Linked DNA regions of Rattus norvegicus: region 1 is linked to region 2. A link is a contact called in public Hi-C data. All regions are on one chromosome and are shown on one strand. Each heading gives the region's core, a stretch centred on a gene start, on an enhancer-like site or on the middle of the called end of the contact. The rest is flanking DNA. Distances are from core to core; before and after follow the strand shown.

Region 1 (3,861 bases), core at 929-3,428, 180 kb before region 2:
TGCATTCATTCACACCTACACACACACATAAATAAGTGGTTTTTAAAAGAAATAGAAAGCATTGTTAAACTAAGGGAAACTGGGCCTAGAGGCACACACACTGTAATCCTGGTTCTTGGGAGAGAGTCAGAAGTATTAGGAGTCATGGTGAGTCCAAGCCACTCAGGGCTACATGAAATCCCTGTCTCAAAATTAAAAATAAACTACAACAAAACCCCTATGTGACTAGGAGAAAGAGGCTCATGCGCCCTCTGGTGGCCAAGTGGAGCACGAGCCCCAGAACGCTGGCTTTGCCCTGAAGGATCTCTTCCAAGGCCTGCTGCTGTCCTGGTGGGAGTTGCCTAGAGCAGTTGGGCAAAGGGGGCTTGGCCTGGTTAGCCCCAACTTCCCTGCCCCCAAAGCCCCTGGTATTAGGTTAGGCAACCAACACCTGCCTGCGTCACCTGCAGACAACCAGCTGAGGGTGTGGATGAGCAAGTACGGCTGGAGCGCGGACGAGTCAGGGCAGGTCTTCATCTGCAGCCAGGAGGAGAGCATTAAGCCCAAGAACATCGTGGAGAAGATCGACTTTGACAGTAAGTGGCCTGGGGCCGCAGACACAGGGGAGACATGGTGTCCTCAGAGCAGTGCTGGGTGTGCAAAGCACCAGGCAGAGCGTTCCTTCCTGGGCTGGGAACTGTCTGCCAGATTCCATTGCCTCATCCAGGTGACTAGCCCAGGGGAGTCAGTGAGGGATGCTGGGTAGCCTTCCCTGCTGTATGTGAGCCCGCTGTGTGGTCTCCTCTCTCTAGCTCTCCCTTTCGGGCCTTCTTGCCATCCCTGTAGACCAGGCTGGCCTCAGACTCAGACCTGCCTATCTCTCCCTTCCGGGTGCTGGAATTAAAGACTCCCAACTCACTTTCTCCAGCTCTTCCCAGGGCCTAGAGAGGCCTGGAAGGGCATTCCCATCTTCTGCTGTTCCCAGGGCTATCACAGGCTCTCAAGTCTGTTTCACCCCTGCTTCATAGCTACCTGTGCCAGGGTACTCTTGCTTCTCTGTGCCTCAGTTTCTCATCTGGAAAAGGTAGGTGACAGTAACAGTCCTGACAGGGCTGTGGCTCTCCATATGTCATTTGGTCCCATCATAGGGTAGTGACTCTTGTTCTATCTTGGAAACTATTAGAAATGGCACAGTGCCTGCCTCCTAGGAGGTTGAATGTGAATGGAGATCATCGTGTAGGGCAGTCAGCCAAGAGCCAGGTGCAGAGTGAACGGCGGTGACAGCGATTCCTGTCACACTTTGAGTAAACAGACTCACCCCAAAAGAGCAAAAAGCAGGTGTTTGGCACGTGTCTTTGGTCTCAGCATGCAGGAGGCGGGAGGTTCAAGGCCAGCCTGGGCTACGGTCTTTACATGAGTAGTGACACCCTTCTGTCAGAGCAAGTGTCATGAAGTGGGGAAGGACAGGGACAGGACTCCTGCTGGGCTCCACCCTGTGCTCTCAACATGGCTCTGTTGAGGGACACCAGTGGGTCAGTGGCCAAGCTGAACAGCTGCGAGCTGTGTCACTTCCCACTGGTCACCCTGACTGTACAGAAAGTGTTCAGTGCTCACCATGCTTGGGTCTCGGAATTCCACACAGTTCTGTTGGCAGTGGAGAGCCGCTGGCCAGGGCGAAATGCACACAGTGCTTGGTGCCAGGCTTGTTCATGCTCTTCACTGAGCTCCCTAGTCCTGTAAGAAAGATGGCTGTGTATGTAGACAGGGAAACTGAGGCACAGCACTATTACATAACATCCAAGACCACTAAACTCCAGCACCCAACTACCTCTGTGGTGACTGACCTGACCCTGAAGGACAGTGGCTCCCTGGGAGGCAGCTCTTCCTTCTTCACAAATTCACCCTGCTTTTTCCTTCTCCACAGGTGTGTCCAGCATCATGGCCTCGTCCCAGTAACTGTGTGCATTAATAAAGATGGTCCACTCCACCCTGTTGTCTCCTGCCTCTGCCCTCAGAGAGCCAACTTGTGACCTGAGCTGGGGCCCTTCCCTCTTCTGGGGCGTCCCCCACGCCACTTCCTCCTTTGTCCCGCCCTGCTGCCTTTCCCTGCCCCTCCTTTTACCTGTGAGTCAGTGTAGGATGAGGTAGGCTGAGGCCAGCTAATGGCCTGGGGAGTTGCCACCCTGGGGCCCTGTGCTCTGGAGGGAGTGGAGAGCGTGCTCTCTGCACCTCTGACAAGTCACCCGGCTTCTGAAAGGGAGGGGATGGTACTTCCTCAACCGGCAGTGGCAACAGCCTGCCCAGTCCTGCACTTGGAAAGTGCAGGTAGGAAGATCAGGGATGAAAAGATGCCCTTAGCTGCATCAGATTCTGTTTTTAAAGGGGGGCTGAGGGGCTCAGTCCACAAACTTCTGCTGCTCAAATAAAAAGGTGTGGTAATGTACCTGTAACGCCCAACAGGGGGAGCCCGAGACAGGCGGCTCCCTGAGGATGACTGGCCAGCCAGTCTAACCAAATTGCTGAGCTCTGAGTTAAGTGGGGACCCCTGATTTAACTGGTGCTAAAGCTCTGTTCGGTTGGGTTCAGTGCGAGCGTCACAACATATCTATAACCCCAGGCTTTGGGAGGCTGACCTCCCCGTGGACATGTGTACACATTGCACGCTTGACGACTTGAAGTGGTTTGCTCTTGTTCCTCTAACAGCCTCTTAGCTGTTTCTTCCAGTAATGCAAAACTCCTTGATTCACCAAGGAAACACAAATGGAGAAGCGGGAGTCATTCATCTCAGACTTTGAAGATCTGTCTCCCAGGTTGGACAGGTGCTAGTCAGAAAGGTTACCAGACTGCCTAGTCAGCTGTCCTCCCAGCTTGTCACACCCAAGGTATTCAGGTATTCTGACCAAGTGACCTTGAACAGGTGATTTCAGTGTGCACAGGGTTGGGGGGTTGAGGTCAGTGGTGATAAGTGACCCAGTAAATGTTCAGCCTTGCCACTCCCATCTCCCTTGGGGCCTGTTCTGTCATGCCAGCGAGTGGATTGCTGGCATGTTCGACCCTCCCTGTAGTCCGCACTCACCCATCATTCCTCCAGAGGATCCTGGCCTGGGGAACTAGGGTGGGGACGCACCCTTTGCCCTGGCCTTTAGACTTACTGAAGCAGGCACCCGGAACTCATCCTAACCCTGGGGACAGCAAATAAATGACTTCTGTTCCTGAAAGCTCTGAGGTGCTAGAGGAGGGAGGGTTGGTATGCTGCCCCACCCTCAGCCATCTTGTGTAGAAATCAGGGAGCCATCTCTGGGTGTGGACCAAAGCCTAGGCATCCGCTGGCAGGTGTGCTTGTGTGGGATGTAACTTGAACAACTGGCCATGGCTGCTCGGCAGGAGGGGAGATGACCTTTTGTCCTTTGACAGCTATGTCTTGTCTGCTTTCGGTCTGGCTCTGACCAAAGTGACTTCTTTCAGGCTTTGGTTTAATGGCTGGAGAGAGAGAGAGAGAGAGAGAGAGAGAGAGAGAGAGAGAGAGAGAGAGAGAGAGTGTGTGTGTGTGTGTGTGTGTGTGATATAAACTCCAGAGTCTAACCTGGCAAGTGTTTCTGATGTCTGCCTCTTTGAGCTACTGCAGTCACCTTTGACATTCCACTGTCTGCTCCCAATCTGGAAGACATTCCTCTTACAGTGTTAACAAGGGACCCAGGAGCCAGCCATAGTGTCCTGGCATTCTGGAGGCTGAGATGGGAGGACTGCTTGAATTCAAGATCAGCCTGGAATACAGAGGGAGACCCTGTGTCATGGAACACTGACTATTGCTAAGTGTAGAGTAGTGTGCCGGGCATGGTGGCACACTCCTCTAATCTCAGCTCTGTGGAGGAAGAGGCACAC
Region 2 (3,961 bases), core at 17-2,516:
CTGTGACATTCTTTAGTTGCTGAGTGGCAGACAACTCTGAGGACCCCAGGAGAAAGGCCCATGTGTCTCATGGTAGAGGAGAGCATTCCCAACCAGAACTTACAGAGCCGGAGGATGAGTTCTGGAAAAGTTCTTGGCTTGCTCCACCCGTGGCCCAGATGCTATGTGAGACCCACTTCCTCCCTTCCCAGACTTCAGAGGAGCCCTAACACACCCTCTCCCACATTTGTTTAGAAAAAATGTTTTTTTTTTTGGACACAGGGTCTCACTATGTTGATCTGGCTCTCCTGGAACTCTCTATGTAGACCAGGCTGGCCTGGATGAGAGATCTGCCTGCTTCTTCCTTCCAAGTGCTGGGATTAAAGGCGTGAGCCACTGCACTCAGCTTCCATTTATGTCAAACATTAACTTTTCTTTCTCAGTCAGGGCCCCACATAGCCCAGGCTTGTCTCATACTTGCTGCGTACTGTAGCAGAGGTTAGATTCTTACTCTTTTTTTATTAGTTTTTATTTATATAAGTACACTGTAGCCATCTGCAGACACACGAGAGGGCATCAGATGCCATTACAGATGGTTGTGAGCCACCATGTGGTTGCTGGGATTTGAACTCAGGTCCTCTGGAAGAGCAGTCGGTGCTCTTAACCACTGAGCCATCTCTCCAGCCCAGATTCTTACTCTTCATCTCTACTTCCTATGTTCTGGTATCACAGGACTGGGCCATCATGCCCACACTCTGCCCCAAATGTTCTCCAAGAGGGGAACAGCAACTCAGTGAACCCTTTCCAGTATATTCCTCTCGCAGCAGTCTCAGGAGTAAGGCGTGTGGGACTGGAGGAACCATTTAGCTGTTTTCCCATCATCTATCCACCCTCCCCCATCTCACCCCCATCCTTCTGCCTGAATTATTGGCCCAGCATTGGGTGACTGACTGGCCTGGGAGGAGGGCTGATAAGCAGGCTAGCCCTCTTCTGAAGGTTCCACTTCTCTTAGGGTATTGTGTGCAAGCCGGATAATTATCAGCTACAGACATTGCTGAGCTGCCGACTGGCACCTTCAGGTGTTGGGGTGGGGAGCACACCTCAGGGTCAAGCAGGGAAGAGGGGCAGGCAGTGCTCCTCCCCTCCAGAACCCTTGGGAGGAGATCCAGACACGGGTAGTACTGGGCAGGGTTGGATGGAGGCAGTGGTGGGTGCAAAGGGGACAGATGTTTGGTCCCTGGGGGCCCTACCTGTTCCGAGGGGAGCCTGAGCAGCAGGAAGTGAAAGTGTTCTCTAGAGAGGAAGCCAGGGAGGCAGGGGAAGAGGCGGGGCTGGGGCATTTGAAATCACCTTCCTCTCTTTCCAGGGGGTCATTCTTCAGAGAGCCACTTTGGAGGAGTGGGCCTCTGTCAGGCCTACAGTCAGGATGAAAAGTCACCAGGCTACCTCTCCAGGGGCATCTCTTGGCCCCAGCCGCCATCACTCCTAAGATCCTGGAGTCTTCCTGGCCCAGCCCTCTCCCTCCCCAAGCCGCCCCAAGTACCCACTAAAAGAAGCAGAGGCCACACAGCTCACGTTAGTTGCTTTGTTCTGAGTTTTAATTTGTTTCTAATCAACTTGCCCTCCGGCTTGCCCACCATGGCAGGCGCGTGGGGCCCCGGGGAAGGGAGCCACTTTGTTGGAGGCAGAGCCTGGCAGTCCTCAGACCCCACCGGGCCCCAGCCCCTGCGTGAAGTTATATTTGGAGGGTCCAGCCCCTATGCAGGGTAGATTAACTTGATTTAGCTGAGTCCCCACTGAAAACAATAGAGAAATGCCTTATTCTGGCACAGTTAGGGTAACTGCTCTCTGGGAATAGTTAGACGTTAGGGGAGGAGGCTGCTTCTTGCCCTAGGTGGTTGGAGGCTGTGTGTGGGCTGTGGTTAGAGACTGCACAGGCCTCGGCCCTTAGGTATATTAGAACTTTCTGGGATTGAGTTGGGGACCCTGGTTTCAAGAAAGTGGTTAAGAGAATGAAGGGTCAATGAGCTCACACAAGCTGCATGTTAGAGGGACCAGTGCTGGCTGGGACTCAGCTGTCCTGCATGGGAGACAGTGGTTACTAGTGTTCCTCTTTCTCTTTGGTCCTGGCCGCCTCCTTGGCAGGAGGTGGGGACTTTCTAGGGGAGACGGTAGCGCTGGGGTTGGAGGCCTGTGACCCTGACTGGGCATCTATGTTGGCATGCTCCCTCCGGACAAGGTCTTCCAGCTCCTTCTGTGGGGGCAGAGGTGAGAGAGGTCAGGTTACCGTGCGTTCCCGTGCACTGGGCTCGGGGTAGGCTGGGGCGGCCTTACCTTCCATCCCAGGAGGTCAGCGAGAGCCAGGCAGCCTTGGTCACAGTCACCCAGCCAGGCCACGTCCCTGCGGGTGAGCAGGAGTGAGAGGACAGGCTAAGGCTGGCCGGCCTTCTGTCTTTCTCTCACTCCTCAGCCTGCCCTTCCCAAGCCACCATACCAGACCCAGCCTCACCTGTAAGCCTTCTTGGAGTCAAAATCCATGCCGCCTCCCAAGCCCATCATCATGCCCAGGAAGGGATCCGTCTGTGGGGAGAGGACAGCTAAGGGCACAGCCCTGGCCTCCAGACCGACCTTATGCTTATTGCCAAGACAGGGTCTCACTGTGCAGCCCTGGCTGTCCTGGAGCTTGCTCTAGAGCAGGCTGGCCTTGAACTCACAAAGATCCACTTTTCCTCTGCCTCCTCAGTGTTGGGATTAAAGGTGTGCTCCACCACCTTATTTATTAATGTGTGTGTGTGTGTGTGTGTGTGTGTGTGTGTGTGTGTGTGTGTGTATGGTGGTGGTGGGATATGTGTCTATGTGTATACACATGTGGACCTGGAGGTCAGGCCAGAGGTCAACCAAAAGGCAAACCGTGTATACTATTTCTTAGGAGTTATCCAAATTTTATTTATTTAATTTATTTATTGATTAGATAGTATCTCAAAATAAATGTATGTAGTCCTGGCTGATATGGAATTCATTAAGTAGACCAGGCTGGTCTGGAACTCAGAGATTCACCTGTCTCCGCCTGCTGGGATTAAAGTGTGTGCCACCATGTGGCTTAGTTTTATTGAAGTGTGTGGATGCCCTTTGTGTGGGCTCAAGGAGGAGGGAAGAGGGAGGTGGGGTTGAAGGCAGTTGTGAGGCACCTGACATGGCTGCTGGGAACTGAACTCTGAAAGAACAAAGTGCTCTTAACCACCGAGCCATCTCCCCAGTCCAAAAATATTTTTTTCTGGTGGTGCTAAGGATTGAACTCAGGTAAACACTGCCACCAAATTATATACTCAGTCCAAACACATTCTTTCTGAGACATTTCTCAATTGGCCTGGAGGGCATGATTATATGAGACTGGCTGTCCAGTGAGCCCCAGGGACCCACCAGTCTTTGTCTCTCCAGTGTGGGACTGCACACACTGGGCCTGGATTTTTATGTGGCTGCTGGGGGTTAAACTCAAGACCTAACGAATGCATGGCAACCAACTTGTCCTACTGCGGAACAAATAGCACAGCAAAGTGTGGTGGCACAGGCTTGTCATGCCAGAACTTGGAAGGCAAAAAGATCAGGAGGCAGGGAGGTTAGGAGTTCAAGGTCATCTTCAATTACACGGTGCGTTTGAGGGGACAGGGCTACACGGGAGCCTATCTCCCGAGTTCACACCATATCGCACCAAGTCACGAAGACACAGCTTAGCATCTTCTGGGGATCGCCCTATACAAACACTCTGCCACTTCATACGGGGGACTTTGATATGTGAGAGGGCACTAGAATGGCAGCGTCTGGACTGTCTTCGGGAAGCACTTGGGCTTCAGCAGGATCAAGGCACAGTTCTGTCATTTGCTCAGAGGAACCCAGAATGACACAGAGGACGAAGTGTCAGGTTGGCCCAGTGCACACCACAACTCCCATGTTTTCCTGCCTGAACTAGCAAGTCTAAGGCATT

Evidence for each region. Hi-C and Micro-C count contacts between places; a contact is called where the count stands out from the background.
Region 1: a contact with region 2 is called in a Hi-C map of the Rat2 cell line, with 6 times the contacts expected there. The contact joins the enhancer-like site here to the promoter of Rinl in region 2. A contact is called at or near these places in 2 of 12 Hi-C or Micro-C datasets (the Rat2 cell line and mammary epithelial cells).

The regions. Positions count from the first base shown.
Region 1 is chr1:93,385,733-93,389,593 of GRCr8, reverse strand. Eif3k (eukaryotic translation initiation factor 3, subunit K) reads left to right here. Exons shown (of 8, transcript NM_001398703.1): 7 at 450-575; 8 at 1,904-1,966. The coding sequence ends at 1,935. All of the region lies in intron 1 of LOC103689966 (MARCKS-related protein-like), which reads right to left. Among named protein-coding and RNA genes, the nearest start is that of Actn4, 8.3 kb to the right of the region's middle. Within about 2 kb of position 2,178, at least 6 of the 93 cell types and tissues checked have an H3K27ac peak or open chromatin away from gene starts, as enhancers often do.
Region 2 is chr1:93,202,094-93,206,054 of GRCr8, reverse strand. It overlaps Rinl (Ras and Rab interactor-like), which reads right to left and starts at 1,266. Exons shown (of 12, transcript NM_001106241.2): 1 at 1,230-1,266. It overlaps Sirt2 (sirtuin 2), which reads right to left. Exons shown (of 16, transcript NM_001399630.1): 14 at 2,489-2,559; 15 at 2,314-2,380; 16 at 1,556-2,233. The coding sequence ends at 2,081. The region is part of intron 1 of LOC103689966 (MARCKS-related protein-like); the gene reads right to left.